Regions from separate parts of the Mus musculus genome. Here all the other regions are linked to region 5. The links are chromatin contacts, called in public Hi-C and HiChIP or PLAC-seq maps. All regions are on one chromosome and are shown on one strand. The core of a region is the stretch at or near the end of the contact, and the rest is flanking DNA. Distances in the headings are between cores, read along the strand shown.

Evidence for each region. Hi-C and Micro-C count contacts between places; a contact is called where the count stands out from the background. HiChIP or PLAC-seq counts read pairs in DNA pulled down with a chosen protein or histone mark.
Region 1: a contact with region 5 is called in a Hi-C map of olfactory sensory neurons, with 4 times the contacts expected there. The contact joins the enhancer-like site here to the promoter of Plcb4 in region 5. A contact is called at or near these places in 3 of 39 promoter capture datasets (3T3-L1-derived adipocytes, hippocampal neurons and pre-B cells), 5 of 484 Hi-C or Micro-C datasets (the MNK3 cell line, brain, cerebellar granule neurons and 2 more), 2 of 115 datasets of contacts at active chromatin or transcription factors (bone marrow-derived macrophages and embryonic stem cells) and 1 of 9 other capture datasets (adipose tissue).
Region 2: an H3K27ac HiChIP or PLAC-seq map of embryonic stem cells shows a contact between it and region 5, with 5 read pairs. The contact joins the enhancer-like site here to the promoter of Plcb4 in region 5. A contact is called at or near these places in 1 of 39 promoter capture datasets (the 3T3-L1 cell line), 2 of 484 Hi-C or Micro-C datasets (the HL-1 cell line and ventricular fibroblasts), 1 of 115 datasets of contacts at active chromatin or transcription factors (embryonic stem cells) and 1 of 9 other capture datasets (adipose tissue).
Region 3: a Hi-C map of olfactory sensory neurons shows a contact between it and region 5, with 2.7 times the contacts expected there. The contact joins the enhancer-like site here to the promoter of Plcb4 in region 5. A contact is called at or near these places in 9 of 39 promoter capture datasets (the 3T3-L1 cell line, 3T3-L1-derived adipocytes, the HPC-7 cell line and 5 more), 8 of 484 Hi-C or Micro-C datasets (the 3T3-L1 cell line, 3T3-L1-derived adipocytes, the N1E-115 cell line and 5 more), 2 of 115 datasets of contacts at active chromatin or transcription factors (cardiomyocytes and embryonic stem cells) and 3 of 9 other capture datasets (adipose tissue, liver and macrophages).
Region 4: a Hi-C map of bone marrow-derived macrophages shows a contact between it and region 5, with 2.1 times the contacts expected there. The contact joins the enhancer-like site here to the promoter of Plcb4 in region 5. A contact is called at or near these places in 3 of 39 promoter capture datasets (the 3T3-L1 cell line, 3T3-L1-derived adipocytes and pre-B cells), 9 of 484 Hi-C or Micro-C datasets (the MNK3 cell line, adipose-derived mesenchymal stem cells, bone marrow-derived macrophages and 5 more), 6 of 115 datasets of contacts at active chromatin or transcription factors (the HPC-7 cell line, bone marrow-derived macrophages, embryonic limb bud and 2 more) and 2 of 9 other capture datasets (adipose tissue and macrophages).

What each region holds. Positions count from the first base shown.
Region 1 is chr2:135,842,521-135,845,220 of GRCm38.p6, forward strand. The region is part of intron 3 of Plcb4 (phospholipase C, beta 4); the gene reads left to right. Among named protein-coding and RNA genes, the nearest start is that of Gm14210, 31 kb to the left of the region's middle. Within about 2 kb of position 1,406, at least 5 of the 459 cell types and tissues checked have an H3K27ac peak or open chromatin away from gene starts, as enhancers often do. A contact at or near this core is called in cerebellar granule neurons and olfactory sensory neurons, where this site is marked.
Region 2 is chr2:135,524,579-135,527,278 of GRCm38.p6, forward strand. No RefSeq gene overlaps it. Among named protein-coding and RNA genes, the nearest start is that of Gm31993, 15 kb to the right of the region's middle. Within about 2 kb of position 1,418, at least 47 of the 459 cell types and tissues checked have an H3K27ac peak or open chromatin away from gene starts, as enhancers often do. A contact at or near this core is called in the HL-1 cell line and adipose tissue, where this site is marked.
Region 3 is chr2:135,862,558-135,865,257 of GRCm38.p6, forward strand. All of the region lies in intron 3 of Plcb4 (phospholipase C, beta 4), which reads left to right. Among named protein-coding and RNA genes, the nearest start is that of Gm14210, 51 kb to the left of the region's middle. Within about 2 kb of position 1,379, at least 45 of the 459 cell types and tissues checked have an H3K27ac peak or open chromatin away from gene starts, as enhancers often do. A contact at or near this core is called in 3T3-L1-derived adipocytes, the N1E-115 cell line, embryonic fibroblasts and 1 more, where this site is marked.
Region 4 is chr2:135,825,485-135,828,184 of GRCm38.p6, forward strand. The region is part of intron 3 of Plcb4 (phospholipase C, beta 4); the gene reads left to right. Among named protein-coding and RNA genes, the nearest start is that of Gm14210, 14 kb to the left of the region's middle. Within about 2 kb of position 1,352, at least 29 of the 459 cell types and tissues checked have an H3K27ac peak or open chromatin away from gene starts, as enhancers often do. A contact at or near this core is called in the MNK3 cell line, bone marrow-derived macrophages, cerebellar granule neurons and 2 more, where this site is marked.
Region 5 is chr2:135,658,183-135,660,882 of GRCm38.p6, forward strand. Plcb4 (phospholipase C, beta 4) reads left to right here and starts at 1,365. Exons shown (of 39, transcript NM_001355153.1): 1 at 1,365-1,548.

The DNA.
Region 1 (2,700 bases), core at 156-2,655, 180 kb after region 5:
GTCAGATGGGTCAGGCAGAGCAGGGGAGATTCATGAGGCAAATTATATTGAGTGAATGTAGAATGTGTGCCCCTGTTGGTCACCTCTGTGCAGTGTGTGGCAAAACATTTAGAATGCTCGAAATTACAAGGAAAAAATCAAATGCTTAATATTTTTGACAATTCCATGTAAGTACCGATAATATTTTGTTGTATTCACTTCCAGTATTTCTAGATATATTTATATAACCATTTTCGAAGCTTAGAAAATACAGTATGTATATTTATCATGCTTTTTCCAATAAGTATTATATTGTGGATGCTTTTCACAACCTTGAATGTTCTTCATAAGCATAGTGGTAACAAATAGACAATGTTGTAGAAATCAATTGAACAGTCAGAGATTTTACATTGGAAATTAATAGATCTCCTGGTTAGAATTGAATTCATCTATTCCTATACTTGCCTCTAATTATTTAATTGATCCTATAAATGAAAGAAAAGAAAATGATTGTCATAGTCAAAGGCAGTTTCCCAAGCTGTAGATGTTAGGAGAATGGCGTTCTCTGTGGATACGTAAGATGTCAAAGGCACATCTTTAATGAGAAGAGACTGTTTATGCCGTTCTGAACCCACTACAGGTGACAAGGCAGAAACTGCATAATGCATAGGTTAATCTACATTCTGTCCTTGCCTCAAGGAGGCAGAAGGCTTCGGGTTCCTCTTGGCTAGCTTGTTTACCTTTAATGAATCATTTAACTTAAAGTAGCACTATGTTGGTGAATGCCACCCGTGAGTCTTACCTAAGGAATCTGGAAACCGTTCTGGAAACCAAGTGTTCACACTTGTGGGTGTTGTAGTCACATGGATGAATACGAAGATGGTAAGAAGGGAAGGGATGCTTTTCATGCTACGAAAATCCTGGAGCTGGTGCCTTCCAAGGACACGCATTAAATATTTGGGGTCGGCGGGAATATATAAAGACTGTAAGAGGAGTGTGAACATGATGTGTCCCCAGTATACTGGCAATCCCTAAACAAGATCATTTACTCCCTGGGGTAGGAAGTTCTAGTCACAAGCTGTTCCCTTAATTTAGCATTTCAGGGATCCTGGGATCTGAGAGCAGGAGAAGGGAAGCTTTCACAACAGAACATGTAGGCACTCAAAAGTCCGTGGTGGGAAGGGACTGCTTTTCACCTCTCATCCCCACTAGCAGCTCAGGCTCTATAGGCAAAGAAGTCAAGGGCAGTCTCTTCTCTTCTTCATCTGAAACACAATCAGCACCCAAGTCTTACGGGTCCTTCAGGAAAGCACTCGGGTGCCTCCTGCACAGGCGTTGTCAGCCCAGCAAGTGTATCCTTACCCTTGGTGAATGCTCTCCCTTTGAAACCTGTTAGCACATACTCTGTCCGAGATGCTTATGTAATCACCCGGGCTGGGTAGGAAAGAGGGTTGAATTTGCTCACAGATCATCCCAGGAGACGTCACGATGCAGTCAGCTCAGTCCCCAGTCATCTCAGAATGAGGTTTATTCCTAAGACTGCAGGCTACATTCGCTAAGCCTCATGGGAAATTCTTTCTTTAAACAAGTCTACAGTGCTTATTTGAAGTTTAACTAATCTAGTTACTTGGTAATAGAGAGGGGAGGATGCATTTAAAGCATCAGGTAAGAGGCAACGGAAAACCTAGGACTGTGCTGATAGCTGACGGGTAGATAAAGGGTTTTGTGTTTCGATTTTGATGAGCTGTGACCTCCCAGAGCTGGGAATAGAGTGCACTTGGTTTGGGGATGGACAGAATATTCAGAAGGGACTGGTAAGAATGAACACGTTCGATCCTGAGCCTTGCTGAGGCTACTTGCTGAACTAGTGTTTTTCTACTTTAACAGTAGTGCTGTGTTAGGTATATAAGTTTGACACTGTCACTGTTAAACAAACATTGACAAAACAAACCTGCTAAATTAATGTAAGCCATCCTTTCAAGATAGCAAGCAAGGAACTGGTAACAGTGAAAAACCTAGCAAATCAAAGAGTTTGGTCCCTATGACCATGGGGATGGTTCTGACTCTCAAATTCTTATACTGTTGGGGACCAGGCTGAACAGATGTTTTTAAGTGGTATTGGTGTCAGCAGAGTTGAACCGAAGAAACAAAATCACTCTAGGTGTTTCAATTGCGAGGATTTAATGTAAGGATTGGGATGCTTTCAAAATGGCAGTAAATGAAGGAAGAGCAGTGGCATGGACTCCTGGCCTTGGGAGTGTATGACACACCAGCGTTGCTCTTCCTGCTCGTCCACTCTCACTGCTTGATCAGCTAGAGTGGCAGCCGAAGGAAGATGACTCAGTTTCCCCTTTAGCTTTGTGGTCCCTCTAACGGAGGGAGATTTCCATGAGGGATCAGGAGAAAAGCCATTGTGTATACTGCAGTTGTAAAAGAGGGTGCTCTCCCGAAATTTTGATCTGATTTTGTTCAAAAGAAACCACCTGTCTATGGCAGCTTAATGCGGTGTTCAAATTGATGTTTGTTGAACAGCGGATCACATTTTTCCTCTTGAAGATTCATTTTGAAATGTACAAACAGCCGCCTTCGTGTTTTCATGTGAGTTATATGTGTTTTGACAAGTGTGTTGTGTCCTCTAACTACTGGTGTAGTCAAGACACAGAACAGTTCATCACGCCAGGACATTCTCATCTGCTACCAGTCTGTTCAATGACTTCCCAG
Region 2 (2,700 bases), core at 168-2,667, 130 kb before region 5:
AATTGTCATCTGTCTGTCCACATTTTCGTCCACCAGTTTTCCCATCTAAAGCTGGTCCTGCTCTTTATTTCCAGGGCCCCTTGGAGCTGCATCTCACTACTGCAAGTCAACTTGACTTGACCTGATCCCAAGGTAAGGCTCAAATTCCTGATGACTAACGTCCTACTTATGAGCCTTTTAGCGTGCTTAGTAGCTTCCAGCTTCAAAGTCTTGGGTCTATGAGCACTCTTTGAACTCTATTGCCATCTCTTTAACCCTCTATAACCTAAATATACATACATATGCAGGCATATGTATTGTGTTACCTGTAATGCGTGATCTGAGAGCTAACAATAGCAGTTAAAATGAGAATGAAAGGACCTATCTTTGCTGTAGCCAACTTCAAAGAGAATCAGGATCATTTGGCGAATTCCTGTCAACTAAAATAATGTACTCTGTGAATTTATTGTTATTCATTAAACTTTGACATTGTAGAAAGACACAGGTCTATTCATCTGTTCTTGACATGGGCTCCTCAAAACACTAGGCCAGCCTGCTTTCTTTCCACAGATTCAGATCTATATGCAAATGTCTGTTGAAAATAATCTTTACCTGGAGATCTAGAAGTTGCCTAACAACCTAAAGCATGTTTATAATAAACCCTAAGCCTGCATCTTTATGCAGGTTCCACAGCCAAAATGAGGCCATGATGCCCCATCCAGTTCTCTCAAGCACAGAGAATTAAGCAGTTTGTAGCTGACCGTTCTCAAGACTAAATAAACCTTTTCTCAATTCACTTGTCTATATTGGTGTTCTGTCACAGTCGTGAAAGTCTAGCTGAAAAAACACACTTCAGGAATCACTGTTACAGGCACACAGAGTATCACACTACTTGGAACAAACTGAAATCTGTGGCCAGAAAACCTAGGCTTGTACCTATTACCTCCTAGCAATGTTTCAGGCCAACTACTTATCTGCTGGTGCCTTGGTTTATTCATCTATAAAATGCGGATTATTTTGTAATCTCATAAATTAGTACTATAAAGTACTTAGAAGCATGCCTGGCACAAGGTAAGTACACAGTAAAAATTTAACTATTGTCACCATTTTTTGACCAAAATTTTCCCTCCCCTCATTCTTCTGGTGTGTAGAGTCTCTCCCATGGGTGAGTCATGCAAAATTGTCCTTTTTGAAGGCAAGAAAAATCCTAGAAGCTACATTACCTACACAAGCCCCATATTTTTGATGTTTCAGTCTAAGTTGCTGGAGATAATCTGCTCATTCAGAATGGTCCTGTGTAGCCTCCATCAGAAGGGAAGGGAATTGACTTCCTCAGGAGTCTCATCAAAAAGGTATGTAAGACTAAGTTGGTGACAGATATGTAGAGTCTAGATCAACCTCTGACTCATCCTGAAGTCTTTCCACATACCAAGGCACTTGGTGACCTTCCAAACAGTGTCTGAGGAAGTTACTAGTTGGTAAAATGATACTTTTCAGTGTCTATGCCTAACTGGGGTTGCGGGTGACTGTTTCAGTAGTCTGTGGCCTAACTATGTGGGCATGTTACTGTTTTGACTTGTTGGTTCACAGTTACCATAAACAAACAAATAAAAAAACAAACAAAAAGCCCCAAACAGAAAAGGTTATTTTAACTGTTCCAGCACTTGGCAAAGAGTAAAGTTAAACATTATTCCAGAGAGTTTTTACTTGCAGATCTGGGATCATTCTGGGTCTTGATTAAGAAAGATTGAAAGCCATTCACTGAATATGTGAAGCAAATGACTTTGGGAGACTAACCAATCCACAGGGCCAACCCTAAGACATTCAGACTAGATTAACCAATCCACAGGGCCAACCCTAAGACATTCAGACTAGAATCTTACATATGGAGGCAGGCAGTTAATTATTCTTTGGACCATGGGAATCTCTTAGCAACACTACCATGTGATTAATATGCATTAACAAAAGCTGACAGTGGAGGAAGGGTTCTAGAGTGGTCTTTCTCTGTCCGGTGATGGGAAATAGATCTTGCTCCTTTGAGCTGAGCCAGTAAGCAGCATCTTTAGGAGGTAGCAACTCACCAGAGTGTCTTTCTAATAAAATCCTTCTGAGGTGGAAGAGCCAATGACAGAGAAGTCGACACATCAACTGGGAGGCTACAGGTAGAATTAGAGACCTCGCAACTGTGCTCTAGGACTGAGTCCTGGAGAATGACACACACATTACACCTGGAACTTTAATAGCCTTAAATTTTCTGCTATTGGAACTATAATATGCTCATTTTTTTGGTTTGTCATTGGCAAATCCAAACAAAGAAATTCCTGCTTAGAAGAAGAGAATGTTCCTCTTTCCAGCATTTCACAAGTATTAACTAAAACGAGTTCTGGCTATGATAGCACAGGCCTTTATCTCACAATTCCTCTGAAGAAACCTGATAATGAACGGACTACATAAAGGATTTCTTCTATTAACTTTCCCCAAAAAAAGTATTCAGAGAGACGCACTGCAGTAGGCTTTGTTAGTAGACATCCCATAGTTATGTTCCAGCACAGCTTCTAGTTTATCTCTAATAGGCCCTCAAATACTCCTACAAATCTTGTTATCCTAGATGATGTGCTCTCAAACTTTGGGGAACAACTTCCATTAGTAGAGGAGCTATATATACCTCCTCCTACTTGAATCTAGACCAAACTTGTTGACTTACATATAGTCCAGAGAATA
Region 3 (2,700 bases), core at 129-2,628, 200 kb after region 5:
TTGGACATACTCTACATTTATCCTAGAATTCATGACTTACAAAACTTAAGTTGGCAAACCCAGGCTCATGGGCTCACATACAACACACAGCTGTGCCCAAGTCATCATTCAGCTGGCCCACGAGGGTCGCAGGAAACAGGAAGGGTTATGAAGAAAAGCAAAGGTATTTTTGGCACTTGTGCAAGACTTTATCTCAAGAACACGAGCTCATTGTGCTATCTACTAAAACCTTAAGCTATGTTTGATCTCATTCCTTTGTGAAGGGAATGGACTGTTTTGATAAGCTCCTCACAGTTGTAGGGTATTTTTTTAAGTTATTCTTTTAGAACTAATAGGCAGTGAAGCTGTTTTCCTGACTTGACTTTTATGAGCCCCAGTTTTATCTCTCATCGCTTATCTGATGTGAAATGGTTGCAATATCTGAAGAAAACTTAGTTGAGTCATACAGAAATCTTAATAACTTCAGGCTCTTGGGGTATCTCTGTATGCTAACTTAGATTTTAATATTATAGAAATGCAACAGTGACCTTTACATAAAGCCTTCACAAAATTACTTTGTGATATAAGCTACCAGAGACATGGGGACTTTCTTGAGGTGACAGTACACAGTATTGATCTGCATTTTGTGGTTTATGTTATACCTATCTTTCCTTTATGCTAAACAGCACTAATTTTCATATTTTTGAGCTGGGGGAAAGGCAAGTGTTTTTTTTTTTTTTTTTTAAGTTGTATTTTCCTTGTGGGCCAGCTCATTTGACTGTGGTTAAAGAGACTATTGTCTTGGTTCTGACAGGCTTCACGCTTTAGAAATGAGTTGACAAGATAGGAAACTCCATTAGTTTGTTTTAGCTTTTTAATTTTAAGACATTTTGGGCACAGGGGCCTGAAGCAGCTGCATGTGAAGGTTTGTGACAAGTATTAATTCAGGATATTGTATTCAGTTTAGAAAACAAAATGATTACTATTTGGCACACAAGCTGTGACTTCCCAAAATTGATGTTGGCTAGAATCCTGAAATCAAGAGTTCCTTTGTCTTCCAGATATTGGCACAGAGATGGCTAAAAATGTCCAAAGCCTGCAGCTAGTAGCTTTAACTTCTCACTATATTTCCCATCATTTCTAGTTTAGGGTAGAACAAGGCTTAGGAGGTATAGTCATAGTTTGTCAAGTGTCTTCTGTGCTCTTCCTCATGGCTTGAATGTTTCAGGTCCCTTTCAATCCAAAATGATTTAACCCCAAAAGATACGTCAAGACTATCTACAGATGGAAAAACGGGGCAGCATTCCGTAACAGCCAGCCATTCTGCAGCTAACTACTCACCCTGAGCTCTCACCAAAACTCTTTCCAGAATAAACATCAGGACATGGTTCACTGCATATCTGTGGTGAAGGAATGGTTAGACTTTGATTCACAGGAATTTGTAAAGAGCCTGGAGTGTCATAGTGGCTTGTACCAACCCAGTGTTATTTTCTGAAGGACAACAGAGGAACAGATAAATCATGTCACTCGTCCAGCAGAGAAGCCTTTGGTCACCTGTAAGAAGGAAAGTGACCTTCTGCGTCCTTAAGTGGATTGTAGTATCTACTCTATGAAACTGCTCACTTCATTGTGAAATAATTCTTAGTTTCCTGATAATTTATAGTCTGTATTCCTGGCTAGGCATATAACCTATATGATAGAGTACTTACCATATGCAAGACAATAGGTTTCAGCCCTGGCACTGAAAAGTAAAAATAAACAAAATAATAGATGAATAAATGCAATTAATTATGTGCTCCTGAGATCATTGGTTTTTATCTGTGATTCTTACTCTTGACTGAAAACAAAATGACCATATTGTTCCCTCCTCGAAGTTCTTAAAGAAGTCCCCTGACTGGGCCTGAGAAGTCAGGCTAGTGGTGTGATAAGCTTCTCCTTTCTTCCATTGCCTCGGGTTTTCAGCTTCAGATCTTGCTCCATTACTGGGAGAGCTCATTTGGACTCTGCTGTCATATAGTCTTACCTTGTGTGACATAAATGGTCCATTGTCATCAGACCACTCTTCTGTTGACAGGCTTCTGAAGATTGTAGCACACACGGTCACAGAATATTTAAATGATGGCATCTGGTGGTTGGCTGAGATTGTCATACCCTTTGATCAAGCACTTCTGAAAACTGATTAAGATTTAAGCAACCACCTCTTCACCATTAGCTCATTAAAGTTGAAGTTCACCCACAGCTTACCTGTTTATCATAGGAAAAGGCCAAGTTCCTTTGCTTTTTGTTATTTTAACAAGCACCTGAAATAATTAGGTAATAAAAAGAAAAGGTTTGGGCTCATAATTTTTTGTAGGCTGTTTCCTGACCAGTCAGCTATGTCACCTTGAGATTTTGTTAGTATATAATTAGATGACAGGAGAGAACCACTCAACTATTGACTTGGAATGAAAGAGGGAAAGAAGAAGAGGTTGGGTACCAGTGGCCTCTTCAAGAGAATGCCCCCAATAACTTGAAGACCTCACACCAGGGTATGCCTCTTGAAGACCATACCACTAGCCGGAAGTTGATGGGTCAAGGACCAAGCCTTTAGCCCATGTCCTTAGGAACAACACATTAATCTAAAACAGAGCAGCATCCATGAGGATCTTGGCATTGCTTGCTGTTAGTAGATGTTAACAATTGTAAGTACTCTTTCAAGATGTTAGCAGTTGTATATATTCT
Region 4 (2,700 bases), core at 102-2,601, 170 kb after region 5:
TGAGACCCTGCATTTAAAGAAAAGGTGTGTGATTTTAATGATAAGAAACCAGGGAGCTCAACAATGCCTGTGTGCTCGGCTTCTTGGGGATATGGTTCAGAGGACTGACTATGACTGTGCTCTTGGAACAAACTTGTCAGGAAGTGTCCCCAAAGATATGCTTTGCAGTTGTGTGCTCAGTGACTTGGCAGAATATTGTTCTGTAAAGCCCACAATATACCCTTAAGAATACTATGTTTCTCTGCTTCTTTTCTATCTGGCTGGCCCTTCTATTCTGCGTGGTGTCTGAACAGTCAAGGACTTGAGCCCTGGCATGCCCAGTGTGCATGGCTGTATTACCCCAGCGTTTACACATTTGCTGTCCAATAAGCATAATGGAGTAGTCTCTAAGCTCTTTCTTGTTATATTGCCAGCTGCAGCCAGGGCCACCTACTGCAGCCAGTTTCTGGTCTACTGTGTTTCTTGCTTTGTGATACTGCTCTGTAGCATGTATCACCCCTGATTTTCTGTCTCTGACTTCTATTCTTGTCTGCTGTTGACACTTTCTCTTCTTTTGCATGGCTGATCACTTCTCTGACTAATTAATTATATTTTTGTTTTGTTGAGGTCCTCACAGAATGCTAAGAGAGTCAGGGTAACCAAAAAAATATGAATTCTACCCAACAAGCCTGCCTGGCCATCATCTTCTTCCTTTATTGTCTGCTCTGATGGACCGGTACACGTCATTTTTGTTACTGCGTGTCCTTTTGGTGGCCAAGTGTTGTTGAATTCACAGAAATCTGCTGGAACAGCCAGAAGGCATCCTCTATTTCCCTTCTCATCTGCTTATGGAAGGAAAGAGAATAACCCATAAAAGAAATATTCAGAAATACTCAGACACAGGCAGTTTTCTGTGAGACATAAGCAAAATAGTAATTAAATGAAAAATTAAGAAATTTCTCCTGGTTTTAGGCTTATTATTTCACTACAAGGGTGGTGTTTCCTTGAATGACACTTGTCTGCCTTTCTTGATACCAGCAATGATTTTTGGCTGCAGTGAAAGCAGACACCCTCCCCTCTGTCTGCTCATCTTGCCCTCATGCATATCCCCTCTGCATTTCCTGCTGTCAGGGAAGCTGGAGTCGGCATGTCGGTCTGTCAATCATGTTTTTATTTTTCTCTTTGCAAACAGTAGCAGCACACATATAATTCAAAACCTTTAATACTTGAAACCCACTGAAGCAAAAGCAAAATGAGAAACAAAATTGGCCATGCATGAAAAAATAAAAGGAAACGAAAGCACTTGATTAGTGTGGTTCAACACTGCACACAGTTGTTCAAGACAGGGCTGTGGCAGATGAGTCAACAGATACCTAGAGTAGTCTCAGAATTGGGTAGCCATGCGCCAAGGGCAAAGCTGGGAGGGGGAACCTAAAATGAGTTAGTTCTTTCCCTAGAGAGAGAACCTTGGTAGGAACAAGGCATATGGGTACCATTCTGACACCGTCAGTAGATTCAGAGTTGGGCTAATACAGGGCTGTAATGCCAGGACTAAGTTATCTATGGCCATGAAGATGCTATACCAGCTCCAGTCTAGATTCTAGAGCCTGGAGCCCTGGTTTGTAACTGAAAACTCTTACTTTTGTTCACAAATTTCTACATCAGCTGAGCTTTTCTGCTGCTTTTGGCTCTGCTCTCTTGTGCTTCCCTGTGCACTTGCAGTCAGCTAGAGCATCAGTAGGGGGTTGGCTAGCCTGAGATGACTCAGCCCTGTACCATGTTGTCTCTCCTGTTTTATCAACTTAATGCTGAACTTCATGGCATATGAACAAGGTTACAAGAGAAGGGATAGAAACATGCAGAGGCCCTGATGACCCAAGTTTAAGTCTCAGTGGGAAGAGAGTTAGGTACAGGAGAGAGGGCGAGGGAGGCTGCTAGCCGAAGGCAGCAGATGCAGCCCACACTTTCCATACACTCTTGTGCTTGAGGAGCTTGGCAGACCCTTGGTGCAGGTTGAAGACAATTCAGAGGTTCAACAGTAATTGCCATTCTGAGGAGATGCGCTTTACGGAACTGCACTTGGGGTGGAATCCTTCTCCAAGCTTCTTCCCAAGAACCATGGACAGGTTCTCTCAGTAGAAACGAAAACTCAGAGGTGAGTTGTGGGCCACAGGACAAAATTGCTTAAAGGTGATAATCCACCTGATCTTCAAGAGAACCGGTACCTGTGATCCCCCTGTGAAGTCCAGGCTTTTTCGGAGATAATGGAACTTGACATTCAGTGAACATAGGCGTGCCTTACCTGCTTGTCGGTGGGCGTGATCAGCAGGACTGGCTTTTCTAATGGAGTTGGGCTACTTCTTCCACATGCTGTGTGGCTAAGTTAGGCTGCCATAGTAGGTCCCCACATGAGTAGCATCTGCAAGGTCTACTACAAATCCATGTTCTTAGCATCCCCACCTCCATTAGGCCCCACGGAGCAGGAACTCTGGGGTTGGAACCTAGCAGTCTCACCTTAATTCCTGTGCATGTAGCGTTTTTGAGATCTGAATTAGAATTATATGGGTTTTGACAAACCTAGAGAGTTTTTGTTCTTGTTGTTGTTGTTGTTATTGTTGTTCTGGTTTGCTAAACAACTTTAGAATAAGCACAAGGTTTCCAGTTATATTTGAATTTTGTATTATCAGTGACCAAATTACTTTTTATAAAGCACATTTGCTT
Region 5 (2,700 bases), core at 115-2,614:
TGGTCAGTAGCTCTCAGTCCATCTCCCTTAAATTGGTAAATTATTTTTTTCTTTCTCGTTTTGAGACAGGGTTCAGGTTGGTCTTGAACCGACTGTATAGTTTAGGCTGCTCTGTAAACTAACTGGGATTACAGGCATGTACCATCACACATCACACTAGTTGATCAACTTTTGGTGGTTATTTTCTTTCTATCCATGCTGAAACGGCCAGAATGAACGAAGGGTGCGACACTTTGGGGTTTTCAACTGCTGTATCCACGGTGCCTGGACTGTTCCTTTGTGCCTACACTTCTGCCCTCTTCTCCATTTTTTTTTTAAGCTAACCTCTAAACCGACCCCTTTCCTCTTGACCCGCCAGCCCAGTTCAGGCAGCTGAGCATGCCCAGTTCAGCCGCCAGCATGGGCCCCAGTCCCCAGTGCGCAGGTGCCACGTCTCCGGGTTTTGGTGGCCGCCGCCAGGCAGGAGAGGGAGGAAGCCGAGTGGCCTCGGTAGGAGGAAGCCCTCGGGGAGTTCCGGAGCGGCTCCAGTGTAGGGTCTCCACAAAGGGTGACGCTGGATGCACATGGCCAGGCCGCCTCAGCAGGACTTCGGGCACCCGGGTGTCGGTTCAAAGGACAAGGAGAGCTGGCCACAGCGATCCCCAGCATCCCTGGAACCGAAGTCTGGGGGGGGGGGGTGGAGTGGGGTGCACGTCTCAGGATCACTTGGGGGAAGACTTTGGAAATCACTTTCTGGCTCAGTGTGAGCCCGTTGTAGTACTTCCTCCGGCAGATTGTTTTTCGGGCTGAATGAATAAAATCCCTGTCTCACAGTGCCTGCTGCAGTGTACAAGCTCTCCGTGTTTGTTCAATGTAACATAGACGAAAGCGCAGTTCCCGCTCCCCGCTCCCGGTTCTGGCTGGCTCGCACCCCCTCCTCCCGGGCCGGGCACCCGCTGAGTCCGTGGCCAGCGGCGCGTGGTGTCCCGCTGCTGGCTCAGCTCAGTCCCCACGGGCGCGCGCCCAGACCCTGCACCGGGAAGGCGGCGGCGGCGACCCCGGGACAGCCAACCCCCACCCCGGCCGGCCCGCGCGGCCCCGGTCCACCCCCAGCCCCGCCGGGCGCCGCACTGGGCATGCTCCGTAGCCCGGCAGGTTGGGGCTGCGAGGCGACGGCTTGGGCTCCAGAGGCAGCGTCGCGGCCGGGAGTAGGGGCGGCGGGCCCGGGGCCGCACGGGGCCCGGCTCGGCGGGAGCGGCGGGCGGGCGGCGCCCTGGGCAGCGGGCGGCCGAGGTGAGCGCAGCGGGGAGGCGCTGGCCGGTGGGGGGCGGAGGCGGCGGAGGGCGGGGCGGCGCCGGAGGGGCTCGGCGGCCGCGGCGGCGGGGAGGGGGTGGCGGCGCGCGAGCGGCTCAGGAGCCGCGCCGCAAACAGGCTCTCACACGCGCGCACACACACACACACACACACACACACACACACAGACACTCACACGCGCGCGCGCGAACACAGCGGGGCTCCCGGAGGCGGCGGTGGCCGCATCCCCGGCAGCGACTCGCCTGGAAGTGACAGGTAGGAGAAGGCGCTTTGGGTCCCGCCCGGGGATGCTCCCGCCGCTCCCAGCCCGCCGGGCTACTCGGCTTCCCGCGGGTGCGTCCCGGACGCGCGCGCGCGCCCCCGGTTGCCCTGCCGGGGACCCGGTGCAGGTGCGGGGTGCGAGGCGTCCTGCGCGGGAGGCAGGGGACCCCGCCGCCACCCGCCTCTCCGGCAATCATCTGCTACTGGGTTTCCTCTGCCTACCCGGACGTTCACCCTCTTCTGCGCTAGAAATAGCTCGGCTCGACGTGTATATGATTATTTTGGTTGGAAATAGTTGGCACTGTGCAACGCATGTAAATGTGTGTGCGTGTGCATCTTCAGCGTCTTCTGGGGACAGCTTACGAATGATAGACCGTTTCCAGTTGACACTGACAGGCTAAGCGCTCCTTCAGGACAGTATCTGGGCCTCCTAAAAGCATGTAAAAGAACATTGCTTTATTTTCAGAAGTTTAAAGTTGTTTTTTCTTAGTCAATTAGAAATTGTCTATATTGTACAATTTTTGAGTTTAGACTCAGTAAACTACTGAATCTAAGTGTGAAAACACAGAATTTTCCAATTGAACAACTCTAGAGTTATAAAGCCAGCATTTCTAGAAAGGCAAATGTCTTATATTCCACAAATATGCATGCATTTGAGATATGACTTTAAAAAAATAACCCTAAACTTCTATAGTGCTTCTTCCTATTTCTCTAAAGCAAGGGGCTTGAGATTTAATTTGGGGCAAAACATTCATGGACAGTCGCCATCTTTTGAAGTAGAAGTGGGATGCATAGTGGTCCATAAATTTAAATTATCCATTGGTGGAGATAATGTGTTGAATAAACATGGCTAGCAGTAAAGTCCATGCACAGGCAGGTGTATAATGCTTTGAAAAAAATTGAATTTCTCTTTTAAGGAAAAATCAGACCATAAAATAAAGATGACCAGGAAGAGCAACCAGTGACTTTTTACCTGGGTGGACTCCCAGGATCTCAGAAAGTGAAGAACTACTCTTTAGGGTAGGAAGATGTGTGTGTGTGTGTGTGTGTGTGTGTAAAATTTCAACTTAATCCTTTTAGTATTTTTAAGACTGATGTTTTTAAAGATGTGTTTGAACTGAGAACCGAATATTTTGAACCCTTCAA